Regions from separate parts of the Mus musculus genome. Here region 1 is linked to region 2. Evidence: chromatin contacts called from public HiChIP or PLAC-seq data. All regions are on one chromosome and are shown on one strand. Each heading gives the region's core, a stretch centred on a gene start, on an enhancer-like site or on the middle of the called end of the contact. The rest is flanking DNA. Distances are from core to core; before and after follow the strand shown. Region 1 overlaps Ovol2 (ovo like zinc finger 2). Region 2 has its middle 25 kb from the start of Dstn.

Region 1 (7,088 bases), core at 2,171-4,670, 420 kb before region 2:
GCACAAATACAGGAGACAGCTGGGTGAGGGATGTGTTTGCATAGAGTCCAAAAAGACCAAGGCTTACTTAGCGTTTTAAAAATCTGGCAAGAATCCTAGGGACCACCATTAGATGGACAATCAGGCTAATTTTGCCTCTCACCCATACCACCAACAGGATCTCTTAGCATCCCAGCAACTGCGGAGGACATCTAATTAGAGACTCAAAATTCACAGAAAAATTCTTGAAAAAGATTCAGGGAAACCAGAGCCTGAATATGTCTTACATTAATATCCAAACAGATGAAAGAAAAGATTAGGAATCCTTTTCTGGGTATGACTTCACCAAGAAAAAAAGTAACCACAGGATTCTTTGTTCCTATCCCTGTTTCTGTCTCTCTGTGGGGTGTGTGTGTGTGTGTGTGTGTGTGTGTGTGTGTTTGTGTGTGTGTGTCCATCCGGGCAAGGGTGTGATCCAGATGATAGCTCATTAAATATTTGAATAAACCAAGAGGTGCCGAGGAAAAGCCCCATAGCATTTTTTAAATGTATCCATAGCTGGTCATGGTGGTACATGCCTGTGATCTCAAGGAGGAGAAGCCTGAAGGGTTGTGAGTTCCAGGACAGCCTGGCCTAAACAATGATTACTTTTTATTATTTATTTATTTATTTATTTATTTATTGGTTTTTCAAGGCAGGGTTTCTCTGTATAGCCCTGGCTGTCCTGGAACTCACTCTGTAGATCAGGCTGGCCTTGAACTCAGAAATCTGCCTGCCTCTGCCTCCCCCAAGTGCTGAGACTAAAGGTCTGCGCCACCACTGCCCAGCTTAAACAGTGATTTCTAGACAAGCAACAGACACCCCTCCCCACCACAAATACACAAAACCCAACAAGCCGTCATTAACAACATCAACGAAAGCAGTTTTTGTTCTAAATAGTCTTGGGCCCCCGCAAACCGGAAGCAGTTCCCCGTTAGGATGACTTAACGGAAGAGGGTTCCTGAGAGGAACTTGTCAAGCAGTGAGGGCAGCTGGGGTTTAGTGTTGACCTTCAATCTATCCTGTCCACAGTTTGTGGGGGACCTTTCTATACCCATTTCAATCTGACATAGTTGAAGATAGTTTTCACTCCCTGTCATTGGGAAAGGTACTGGCTAGTGCCCAATCCCAGGAGAAGGGGGTGCCTAGGAGCTGGTAGCTGCCAGCCCAAGAAGTGGGTCTGGGGGCGGAGCCAACACTACCTTCCATATACTTCACAGATGTCCCAGTGTCAGGGACAGGATCACAAGGGCCAGACTCACCCACATCGAAGCAGAGAGAGGACCCAGCATCAAAAAAGCCCAAAACATGTATGTTCGTTCAGTTCACAGCCCGAGAAAAGCACTGTGGATCTGTGTTTACAGAACATTCTTTTGGATTTGGGCTTTTTTTACTTAGGCCAGCTAGGGTTACTCCCTAAGAGTGGCTGCCTGTTGGCAGAAATGATTTATTTTGGGGGAGAGAGATCTGTGCGTTTGAGTGAAAAATACTGACGGGGCCGAGGCCTGTGCTAGATCGAAGGGGTATGGCAGCGGGTGGCTGGAACATACGGAGAAGGGAGGGGGAGTGTGTGCAGTAGAGAAATTAACAAAAATAATAATACTGGGCTGGAGAGATGGCTCAGTGGTTAAGAGCACCGACTGCTCTTCCGAAGGTCCTGAGTTCAAATCCCAGCAACCACATGGTGGCTCACAACCATTCGTAATGAGATATGACGCCCTCTTCTGGTGCATCTGAAGAGAGCTACAGTGTACTTAGAGATAATAATAAATAAATCTTTAAAAAAATATACTAGCCAGGCATGGTGGCACACGCCTTTAATCCCAGAACTTGGGAGGCAGAGGCAGGCAAATTTCTGAGTTCAAGGCCAGCCTGGTCTACAAAGTGAGTTCCAGGACAGCCAGGGCTATACAGAGAAACCCTGTCTCGAAAAACTAACCAAAAAAAGAAAACAAAAATACTGGTACAAGCTAGACTCCATACCGAGTGTCCACGCCCACACTACTCAGTATGGTTTGAGGACCACAGCATCACCCGGGAGTTGGTGGGCGTGCACAGTTGCACATTTTGATGCCTCAAAGGTGCCAACCTTGTTGTTGAGGTACAGTATTCATCAAAAGAATTTTTTGTTTTCCTGTTTGGTAAAATGAATGCTTCTGCTGTGGAAGATTTTGGATGACATAAAAAAAAAAAAATAGAAAGAAAGAAAATGATAGCAAGCGTCAGCTACCATAATGGCTGATCAGGCCAAGAGGTTGGTTAGGCCTGGAAAGATGACTCACAGCTCTGAGGGTGTGGTGGCTCATGCCATTAATCCCAGCTCACAGAGGCTGAGGCAGGGGAATTACTGAAGTTCAAGGTCAGCCTGAGCACTTGGTTTTACTGGCAGAGAACCTGGGGTCATTTACACCCACGTGGTATGGTACCATCATCTGTAACTCCTGTAGGGGATTTGATGACACCTTCTGACTTCTGCAGGCACTGCACTCACATGGTGTACATACATACATGTATAAAAATAAATGTTTTTTTGTGTGTGTGTGAGGTTTTTTGTTTGTTTTGAGACACTGTCTCACCACGTAACTCTGGCTGACCTAGAACTTAATAGATAGCCTAGGCTAGCCCCAAACTCCCAGGAACTGAGATTGCCACCATGCTGCCATGACTAAAAATATATACATCGTTTAAAAAAATAAAAATGAGGGCTGGGAGATGGCTCAGAGATTAAAAGCACTGACTGCTCTTCCAGAGGCCCTGAGTTCAATTCCCAGCAACCACATGGTGGATTACAACCATCTGTAATGAGATAGGATGCCCTCTTCTGGTGTGTCTGAAGACAGCTACAGTGTACTCATAAAAATGAAATAACTAAATAAACAAACAAATAAAATTTCAAAAAAAAGAAAAGAAAAGGCTGACTCAAATAGGAAGTCCCAGTGGTTTAAGCCTAAGGACCCCACACTTGATCCCAAGAACCCATGGGGAAAACCAGGTGTGGTTGACCCACCCATAGGGCCTGGGGGTGTAGCTCAGTTGGTGAGTGGCTTGCCTAAGAAGTGCAAATGTATTAATTTAATCTCTAATAGCATATATAACCAGTGTGGAGGCCCTCTCCTGTAGTTCATCAATTGGGAAGTGGAGGCAGGATATTCAAGGTTAGGCTCAGCTACACAGTTGAGGCCAGCCTGAGCTACAGGAAGACATTTAAAAAAAAAAAGCAAAACCCAACAATCCATCCCTCTGGTTGAAGTAAAGAAGGCCCGTGCCTTCCCTGTGGGCTGCGTTCCACAGAGAGAACCCGAGGAATTCCAATTTGAGGTGAGGGCTAGGGAGGGGCTGCCCACAGGACAGGGGGCTTTCTTACCTTATCTTCCATCAGGGGCTATATTGAGAGAGACCAGAAGGCAAACAAACCCCAGCCTGACTAAAGCAGAGAGGACAATGGTGTCTTTGTTTGGGGCCAAGGAGAAAGATTGCCTGGATTGGGAAAAATGCAGATCAGAAGTTTAAGGCAGGGCTGCTAGCCTAAGAACCCTGGAATCCACTCCCCACAGCCCAGCTCACCTGTGGTGTCGCCTCATCCGTGGTTTCATTTAGATTTTAACTTACATATTTGTTTTTACCTAAAAAGATAATAATATATTTACGTGGGGGGTGGGGCGGGATGGTGGAAAATGAGATTTAAAAAACAAAACAAAACACCCAAGATTCTTTTCCAGCCCCAGTTTGCTTCTGAAAGTGATTTGCCATTTATTCTTTGTTTGTTTTTTGTCCTGGAAGCTTCGAAGGCACATGGCTGCTCTCCTGGGAAGGAGACCCTGGCTTGCTTGGTGTCTGCATTGTGGAACCTCACTCCTTTTCCTCATTGTCCATGTAATACGAAACCATGACAAATCCCATCACAGAGGCACAGTCCTTTCCTAGTTCCCAGAAGTCTTTGCTTCCATTTTCAGGTTGTTTTCTGTTTTATTTAATTCTGACCACCATGAATTTTCTTGCATATCCTTTGCCCACCCATGCAAGTCTATCTCTGATGTAACCTCCCACAGGTGAACTTACTAGGCCAAAGGGCAGGAGCACTCTGGGTTTCACAGGCATTGCCTCTTTGCCTTCCTAGAGGCGGCCCTCAGTGTCTTCTCCCACCAGGAGGCCAGTGTCAGAGCTTCTTGTTGGAGTTCACAGTTGGCTCAAAATCAGGAAAGGAACATTTGACCCAGAGGAAGGAAAGCAATCAGAAAGTTCCAGAAGTGGGGACTTTACCTGGAGATGTGGGATTTGAAATTCAGCTTAGTGTTGGGAATAAACAAACACACACACACAAAAAGAATGAAAAACTCAAAAGTCTTTGTTGACAACACCCCAGAAGAACATATATATGTGTGTATGTATATAATCTATATACACATGTATATATGAATGTATGTATATGTGTGTGTATATGTATGTACGCATGCATGTATGTATATATGAATGAACTAGGTAATAAAGGTGTCGGATAGAAAATTCAAAATGGGGACTGGAGAGATGGCTCAGCGGCTAAGAGCAGTGACTGTTCTTCTAGAGATCCTGAGTTCAAATCCCAGCAACCACAAGGAGGCTCACAGCCATCTGTAACAAGACCCGATCCCCTCTTCTGGTGTCTGAAGACAGCTACAGTGTATTTACATACAATAAATAAAATAAATCTTAAAAAAGAAAAGAAAAAATTCAAAAGAGCAGGCAGTGAGGGATGGCTCAGCCAGCCTCCTAGGGACCATTTTTTAAAATCCTTTTTTGTTGTGAAATACAGAATTCATAACAAAAGGTATAGGTGGAAGACAAATCCTGAGTACTTAGGGATAGGGCAGGCAGGGGACCCTGCTTCCATTGTGTTGAGCTGGATTCTAAACACCGAGATCCTAGCGCCCTGAGACTTAGTGTTTGCCAGCTCTTGTGCCTGTGATAGCTCAGTTAATCCTCAGAGCAGCCCTCCTGGGTGTGAGAACTATCTGCATTTCGTGGGTGAGGCGATTGAGCGGTATCGGGAGTTAACAGATTGACCACGGACTCCGTTAATGAGTGGCAGATGGGCAGTGCTGTGCTTCCCAGTGGCCTTGGACTTTGGAACCCAGGTAGGTGTCAGTAGGTTAATTTATGTCTGGTAGCAGATGGTGCTTTTGGTTCCCAACCAACCTGTTCTTTTGACTAGGGTAAGATTGGTTTTTGTTAGAGAGGGAGGTGATGGGCGTGGCCTCGGTGTTGTGGGTGGGGCTTAGATCCTCTTTACACAGGTCTATCTCTATTCCCTTGAAGGTGTGGAGACTGGATTTTATTCATTCAAGCCCAGGAAGAAGCTTTTTTGACAAAACTGTCTGTCTGCCAGGAGTGAGATTATAGTCAGAAGAGGAAGCAGGAACACTGGGGCAGGGAACAGGTTTATAAGGTAGAGATGTTATAACTAGAGCTTTTATGGTCTGTCTCCTTCTGTGTCTATATCATGAAGTACCTACCCATCCTCAAAACCAGACTCCGTGCCTATACTATATCCTTTTAATGAAAAAACCTCTTAGTCAGCCCCTTTCTTTACTGGCCAGGTGATGATGTGGGCCCCTGAAATCTCTTAACCTTCTTAGACCTTGCTGGGTGCTCTGCCCATAGAAGATATGTGCAGAGTATGCATTAAATACTGCAGGGAAGGCTGATCTCTGGGTCACCTGCTGGTCTCTGGGTCACCCCAGGAATAAATAGGAAGCTCTATGTCAAGAGTCAGAAGTGTTCATTTCTCAGATATGTATATATGCAGTTGAGTATCATACAGCCATAAAAAATGAAATTATGTCACCTCATTTGAAGTAAGATAAGTGACTCAGACATATTGTTTGTGTCTCTCATGTAGAACCTAGGTTTTGTTTGTTTGTTTGTTTGTTTGTTTTTGTTTTAAGTAGAAAGTGGACCATTAAAGTGGAGGAAGTTGGGGCTGGAGAGATGGCTCAGCGGGTAAGAGCGCTGACTGCTCTTCTGAAGGTCCTGAGTTCAAATCCCAGAAACCACATGGTGGCTCACAACCACCCATAATGAGATCTGACACCCTCTTTTGGTGCGACTGAAGACAGCTACAGTGTACTTATTTATAATAATAAATAAATCTTTGGGCCAGATCGAGCAGGGTTGACCTAAATTCAATTCCCAACAACCAGATGAAGGTTCACAACTATCTGTACAGCTAGTGTGTGCTCATATACATAAAATAAATCTTTGAGAGAGAGTGGGGGTGGGGGGCCGAAGAAGGGAGTGCAGGAAAGCTAACTCTTTTCATTTGCCTTGGGGTGGTCGAGGGAGAAATGCCTTCCCCCTTCCTCACTCCTCAAGCCCTATGCCTCGTGTGGCAGCACAGTAGAAATGGCCCTACCCCTGCCAGCTTTGGCATTGGGCAAGCTGGCTGGAGTCAGTGCTGGAGAGCTTGCCTTGGTGGTGCAGGCACAGGAGAGCTGGACAGCTGACCAACTTAGTTACCTCCTATGTAGTCACATGACTCAGGTTGGCCTTGGACTCCCCATCTTTCTGCCTCCACCTCCCTCAAGTGCTGGGATAGCAGACATGGGCTTCTGAACTTGGCCCCTTCTGATGGACTCTCCCTGTACCCGGTAGCCCAGGTGGCTCTCACACTCTAACTGGGATTACAGAATACCACTGCCTGCAATGTTTCATTTAAAAAACAAAATGAAAAAAAAAATGACACAGCTAGTCATCTGTGTGTGTGTGTGTGTGCATGTGTGATCGTACACATGTGATAGGAAGGGGTAGGCCAATGATGCCAAGTGTCCTCTTGACACCACCTTGTGCCTCTCCCCCCACCCCCCAGTATGTTCCCGCTCAACATTTATTTAGCGCACATAAGGTATATGTGTGGATGTCTGCCTATGCATGCCATGTGTGAGTTTGGAGGTCAGAGGACCAATGGGAACCAATTCTTTATGTTCTTCCACCATGTGAGTTCAGGTGTCCAAACTCAGATGGTCAGCTGTGATGGCTAACTCCTTTAGTGAGCCACTGAGTCGCCTCATTGTGTCCCTATCTCCCACAGCACCTTT
Region 2 (6,469 bases), core at 1,987-4,486:
GTTTCCTGCTTCAGTTTTCTTGGTACATTGTATTCCATACTTTACCTTTCTAGTTGTGTCTTTGCCAGGGAGATATGTTGTCTGTAAGCAATAGATGATTAAGACCTTGTGGGTGTTTTTGTTGTTGTTTTTAATTCTTAAAATTTATTTTATGTGCATTGGTGTTTTGTCTGTATTCATGTCTGTGTAAGAGTGTTGGATTCCCTGGAACTGAAATCACAGACAGCCATGAGCCACCGGAAGGTGCTGGGAATTGAACCCCGGTCCTCTGGAGCAGTGCCCTTAACTGATGAGCTATCTCTTCAGCCCTGAGTGTGACAGTTCCTCAGCCGCAGCTTTCTTCTGCCTAGTGTTGTGTGCAGAGGCTACTTTCCACTGCTTTATTTGATTGGTTGATTCTTTTTTTTAAATTTGTTTATTTATTATATGGAAGTACACTGTTGCTGTCCTCAGATACACCAGAAGAGGGCGTCGATCTCATTAGGGATGGTTGTGAGCCACCATGTGGTTGCTGGGATTTGAACTCAAGACCTTCGGAAGAGCAGTCAGTGCTCTTAACCACTGAGCCATCTTGCCAGCCCCTGATTGGTTGATTCTTTCATCCCTCTAATTTCAGTTTGGTTCCTTTTCAGAATCTCAGTTTCCTGCTGACTTTCTCCTTCACGCAGTTGAGTCTCTTCCCATGCTGCTGACTTTTAACATCTAGGTCTTGGGCTAGCGAGGTAGCTTAGTGGTTAAGAGCACTTGTTCTTACAAAGGACCCAGGTTTGACACCCAGCACCCACATGGAAAGGCACCAGGCACAAACACACACACACACACACACCCACACACACACACAGGTTTGACACCCAGCACCCACATGGAAGGGCACCAGGCACACACACACACACACACACACACACACACACACACACACACAGGTTTGACACCCAACACCCACATGGAAGGGCACCAGGCACACACACACACACACACACACACACACACACACAGGTTTGACACCCAACACCCACATGGAAGGGCACCAGGCACACACACACACACACACACACCCACACACACACACACAGGTTTGACACCCAGCACCCACATGGAAGGGCACCAGGCACACACACACACACACACACACACACACAGAGAGGTTTGACACCCAGCACCCACATGGAAGGGCACCAGGCACACACACACACACACACACACACACACACACACACACACACACACAGGTTTGACACCCAACACCCACATGGAAGGGCACTAGGCATACACACACACGCACGCACGCACGCACGCACGCACATATGTAAGCAAAAACATTCATGCACACAAAATAAAATAAATCTAAAGAATAATAAAACCTAGGTCTTGAATTGCTTTCTCTCATTTGTCTACTTGTTTGAATCCTCTCTGATGTTGCTGAGTTTTAGTGTTTTGGATTGGCTTCCCTGTATTCCAGTGTCTTTGGCTTCAGCTAGGGAGGCCTTCTGGGGGCTGTGGGAGGCATCGCGCTGGGTTTTTTGTGGTTTGTGTTTCTGTGTTGTAATTTGCACATCAGTTGGGATGAGTGTGTGGTTTTTTTTTTCTCATTCTTTTTGTTAGTTTTAATTTATATATAGATCTTCTTAGTGGTTGTCACTTTGACTGCAGGATCCTCACTACGAGTTAGAAGGGACGTACAGGTAGTGATAACTTATTTTCTTTGCTGATAAAATGAGCCAATCCAAGGCAGATTAAAATATACATAAATGCAGGTTTATTGAGAAACTGCTCTTGGGTGGGCCAGGTCACAGGCCCTAAGAGGAAAGAGACCAGACAGAGGGGAGGGGGAAAAAGGAAGAGAAAGTGCTCGTGCAGAGAGAGGAGAAAATGTCTGGATTATACAGGGAAGAGCATCTGTGGGAAGGGCAGCCCAGCCTCTGGGCTGGAGGTTTCAGGATTGAGGGCAGGGTTTTCCAGGTAGGGACTGAGGGATGCTGGGAGAACCCGGAGGCCAGGATTGCTCTGGTATGTAAAGTATGTACCTAGGTCCCTTGTCCTAGGTCTGAAACTAAACAGCAGTAATAGGAATACTGATTAGATCAAACGCAGTGCTGAGACACATCGGAAAAAAGGTTAGAGGCAAAAAGGGGGGCACTTCAGTTACATTTCCAGTAGGGCTAATGTGGTGACTGATCTTAATTACCAACTTAATAGGGTTTACAATGACCAGAGATACAAACCTCTTGGCACGTGGGTGAAAGACTTTTCAAATTAGGATTTTCTAAGCATGGATGGTGCCATACCATTCCTGGTTAGGTGTCCTCCATTGTGTAACAGAAGGAAGTTAGCTGACCACCAACATGCATTCCTCTCTGCTTTCTAACTGTGGGTGAAATGTGACTAGCTCCCTCAACCACTGGATAAGCCAACGTCCCTGCTGCAGTGGACTGCACCCTCAAACTGTGAGCCAAAGAAACTCCTCCCACCCTTGTTCTGACACGCGTTTTCTTACCACAGTAAGAAAAGTCATTGATAAAGTTAGGAAGCAGAAAGTGAGGATACACTGGGCTGTGGTGGCGCACGCCTTTAATCCCAGCATTTGGGAGGCAGAGGCAGGCGGATTTCTTAGTTCAAGGCCAGCCTGGTCTACAGAGCGAGTTCCAGGACAGCCAGGGCTACACAGAGAAACCCTGTCTCGAAAAAAAAAAAAAAGTCAGAATACTTTGATTAGCAATTGGTTAGCAACGCTAGGAAAGGAGGAGTCGGGAAAGAAATGAGACCAAGAAAGGGAAAGCACGTGGGTCACTGGGGAAGGAGCACAGCAGAATGACCGTAAAGCACAAGCTAGCGAGAAAAGACGAAGATGAAGTAAGTCAGCACACAGATGTGAAGACAAAAAAAAAAAAAAAAAGAAAGAAAGAAAGAAAGAAAGAAAGAAAGAAAAGGTACCGAGGAATAAAGAAATAAAGATAAAACAGAGTACAAAACTAGCCAATAGTTCTCTCCCTTGTAGGACAGTCTTCAGGTCTCCAGACTTCACTTTCTAACCGTACTTTACCGAGAACAGCTCTTTGTGCCTCAGGATTTCAAACAGGTTAGACCGGAATGGTTTGTGTGTGGTGCCCTGCTGGGGTTCAAACTGGTTAGACAGGAATGGACTGCGTGCAGACTACCTTCTGTTTCTCTCTTCAGCAGTTGATTTCCCAGGCAGCAGCCAGCCTGGGTTTTATGTTTGTTTGATTGATTGATTGTTTTAATTTTCACTTTTAACCACGTGCGTATGTGTGGATATGCGCATGTGCATGAGGTGCCCATGGAGTCCGGAAGAGGTCGGCAGATCCCCTGGAGCTGGAGTAACAGGCAGTTATGAGCCTTGAACATGGGTGCTAAGAACCTCCTCTGGGAGGGCAGAGCATGTTCTAATTGCTAAGTCATCCTTCCAGCCCCTCGGAGCCCGAGTTTCTATAAGAGTTTCCTAGCTCTAAGCAAAAGTTGCCCCCTGAAGATAATACCTTTCCTGCCAGCCACTGTCTTCTTTGTATGCGGTGTGGTCACATTTTCCTTGCCTGGATATCAATTTTCTTGCGTCTCATGGGTGGCAATAAGGCTGTATTTATCTTTGCGGTTGGTTTTCCTATCTGTCCAGAGTCCAGGCTGCTTTCTTAAGAGTTTCTGTAAGTTTGTTTGTGGGCACTGAGTTTATGTTCGTCAGCTTCTGTCGGTTGTTACATATTTAGTCAGTGGTGGGAAGGGGTGGGGGGAGCCCCACATGGGATGACATGTTACCGGGGAAGCTGGGGGTTCCTTTTTTAGGAAGCTAGTTTTGTTAATGAAATAATATATAAACAAAATTGAAATGAAGCATGAAGCAATTAGAATTTGAGAGGGAGAGGGAAAGAGAGAGAGAGAGAACCCTACAGGGTAGGCACGCTATAAACGTGGGCAGCCGCTGACAGGAGGAAGGACAGAAAAGGGAAGAGAAAGGCATGTAGTTCATAAGCAGCCGCGTGGCACCAGTGTACAGTGAGCAGCGTCAGAGAAGGAATGAGAAGCTCTGGGCACAAAGTGTGCCCAAGTTTGGACGAAGAGATAGGAATAAGAAAAAGAAAGGTCGTGCCTATCTGAGTCAGTTATGCTCAGCAATGTTCACTCTGGCGGCTCTGTAGCTGTCTGTGGGGACTTAATCTCATAAGGGGATAATTATTCCTCCCCTCTCTCCTCAACACAGCGTCAGGAGCCAGGGCATCAGCCTTCCTACCTGGTAATCTCTTGGCCTGGTGATCAAGAAACCTAGCTGGATTAACATTCAAGGAGAAGGAAACAGTTAAGAATGTTCTATCTAATCTGGAGAAGAGATCAGAATGCCATGCCCCTCCCCTGGGCCAGAGGTAGTTTCCATTCTTTTTTTTTTTTTTTTTTTGGTTTTTCGAGACAGGGTTTCTCTGTATAGCCCTGGCTGTCCTGGAACTCACTTTGTAGAGCAGGTTGGCCTCAAACTCAGAAATATGCCTGCCTCTGCTTCCGGAGTGCTGGGATTAAAGGCGTGCGCCACCACACCTGGCCAGTAGTTTCCATTCTTTAGACCACAAGGAAAGAGCATTCCCTTCATGGTCCTCAGCAAAGCCATGGTATCCATCCTTTATGGCCTCCAGTAAATACTTCTGTAACTGTAAGTGTTAGTATTTCTGAATTCTATCTCGTTTCTTGCCGTCTATTTATCTGTGGCATTTCTTTGCGTCACCCTGCCTCTCACTTCTTCCTGCTATCATAGATCCGATATTCTCTTAAACGTGTGCAGGAGAGTTTTTGTCTCTGCTTTACCGTCTTTCTTCTTCCTCTGTAGTCTTTGCAGTTTTATTCTAAAGCTTGGTTAAAGAAGTCTTCTCCGAGGCTGGAGAGATGGCTCAGTGGTTAGAACATTTTGCTATGTAATTGCGAGGACCAGAGTTTGGAACCTCCTGTGAGTGATCCCATGAACACCTGCAACCCTAGCTCCAAGGAGACCTGAGGGAGGAGGGTCCTTGAGGTTGGTTGGCTACCAACTTAGCTGGAAAAAAAATGCAAGCTCCAGGTTTAGCTACAGACCTGGTCTCAAAGGAGTACAGCAGGGAATGATGCAGGAAGACCCTTCCTGGCCTTGGCACACTCGAGTAGATACACTCAACTACACACACATAAGCATATACTACAAAGTTTGGAGCTGAGACGAAAGGATGGACCATCTAGAGACTGCCATATCCAGGGATCCACCCCATAATCAGCTTCCAAACGCTGACACCATTGCATACACTAGCAAGATTTTATCGAAAGGACCCAGATGTAGCTGTCTCTTGTGAGACTATGCCGGGGCCTAGCAAACACAGAAGTGGATGCTCACAGTCAGCTAATGGATGGATCACAGGGCTCCCAATGGAGGAGCTAGAGAAAGTACCCAAGGAGCTAAAGGGATCTGCAACCCTATAGGTGGAACAACATTATGAACTAACCAGTATCCCGGAGCTCTTGACTCTAGCTGCATATGTATCAAAAGATGGCCTAGTCGGCCATCACTGGAAAGAGAGGCCCATTGGACACGCAAACTGTATATGCCCCACCCAGTACAGGTGAACGCCAGGGCCAAAAAATGGGAATGGGTGGGTAGGGAAGTGGGGGGGAGGGTATGGGGGACTTTTGGGATAGCATTGGAAATGTAATTGAGGAAAATATGTAATAAAAAATATTTAAAAAAAAGGAAAGAAAGAAAAAAATAAGCATATACTACCTCTCTCTCTCTTTCACACACACACACACACACACACACTGAATAAACAAACAAGGTCTTCTCTACTACTTAGATTTCACTTAGAATTAGTTTTATATATTATTAGGTAATCTAAATATTTTTCTTAAATGTAGATCTAATTGTCTCAGGATGATTTGTCTAGTCTTTTCCATTGGTGTGAAATATCATTTTTATTGGGCTTTCATCACTTCGTGGAGACAGATACATATATAGTTATACTGTTCACTTTTAAAAAGATATCACCTTAGAAACTGCTCTAGCATGTGCATATTGTCTTAGTCAGTGTTCTATTGCTGTGAAGACACATCATGACCACCACAACTCAAAGAAAACATTTAGTTGGAGCTTGTTTACAGTTCCAGAGGTTTAGTTTATTATCAGCATGCTGGGAAGCATGATGGCAGGTAGGTAGACATGGTGCAGGAGCTGAGATTTCAACATCCGGATCCACAGGCAGCAAGAAAAGAGAGTCACTAGGCCTGGATTAGGCTTCTGTTTTTCTGTTTTTTGTTTTTTGGGTTTTAATTTTATTTATTTAACGTATGAGTGCTCTGCTGCATATATATCCTCCTGCCTGAGGAGGGCATCAGATCCCCCTGTAGCTGGTTTGCGAGCCACCATGTGGTTGCTGGGAACTGAACTCAGCCTTAACCACTAAGCCATCTCACCAGCCCCTGTCTCCTCCCCTGCCCCAGCTTGGGCTTC

Evidence for each region. HiChIP or PLAC-seq counts read pairs in DNA pulled down with a chosen protein or histone mark.
Region 1: an H3K27ac HiChIP or PLAC-seq map of embryonic stem cells shows a contact between it and region 2, with 2.8 times the contacts expected there. The contact joins two enhancer-like sites. A contact is called at or near these places in 1 of 484 Hi-C or Micro-C datasets (bone marrow-derived macrophages) and 3 of 115 datasets of contacts at active chromatin or transcription factors (embryonic basal ganglia, embryonic stem cells and pancreatic cancer cells).

The regions. Positions count from the first base shown.
Region 1 is chr2:144,306,828-144,313,915 of GRCm38.p6, reverse strand. The region is part of intron 3 of Ovol2 (ovo like zinc finger 2); the gene reads left to right. Among named protein-coding and RNA genes, the nearest start is that of Ovol2, 22 kb to the left of the region's middle. Within about 2 kb of position 3,420, at least 21 of the 459 cell types and tissues checked have an H3K27ac peak or open chromatin away from gene starts, as enhancers often do. A contact at or near this core is called in embryonic stem cells, where this site is marked.
Region 2 is chr2:143,886,863-143,893,331 of GRCm38.p6, reverse strand. It overlaps a transcript of Bfsp1 not described here. Among named protein-coding and RNA genes, the nearest start is that of Dstn, 25 kb to the left of the region's middle. Within about 2 kb of position 3,236, at least 66 of the 459 cell types and tissues checked have an H3K27ac peak or open chromatin away from gene starts, as enhancers often do. A contact at or near this core is called in embryonic stem cells, where this site is marked.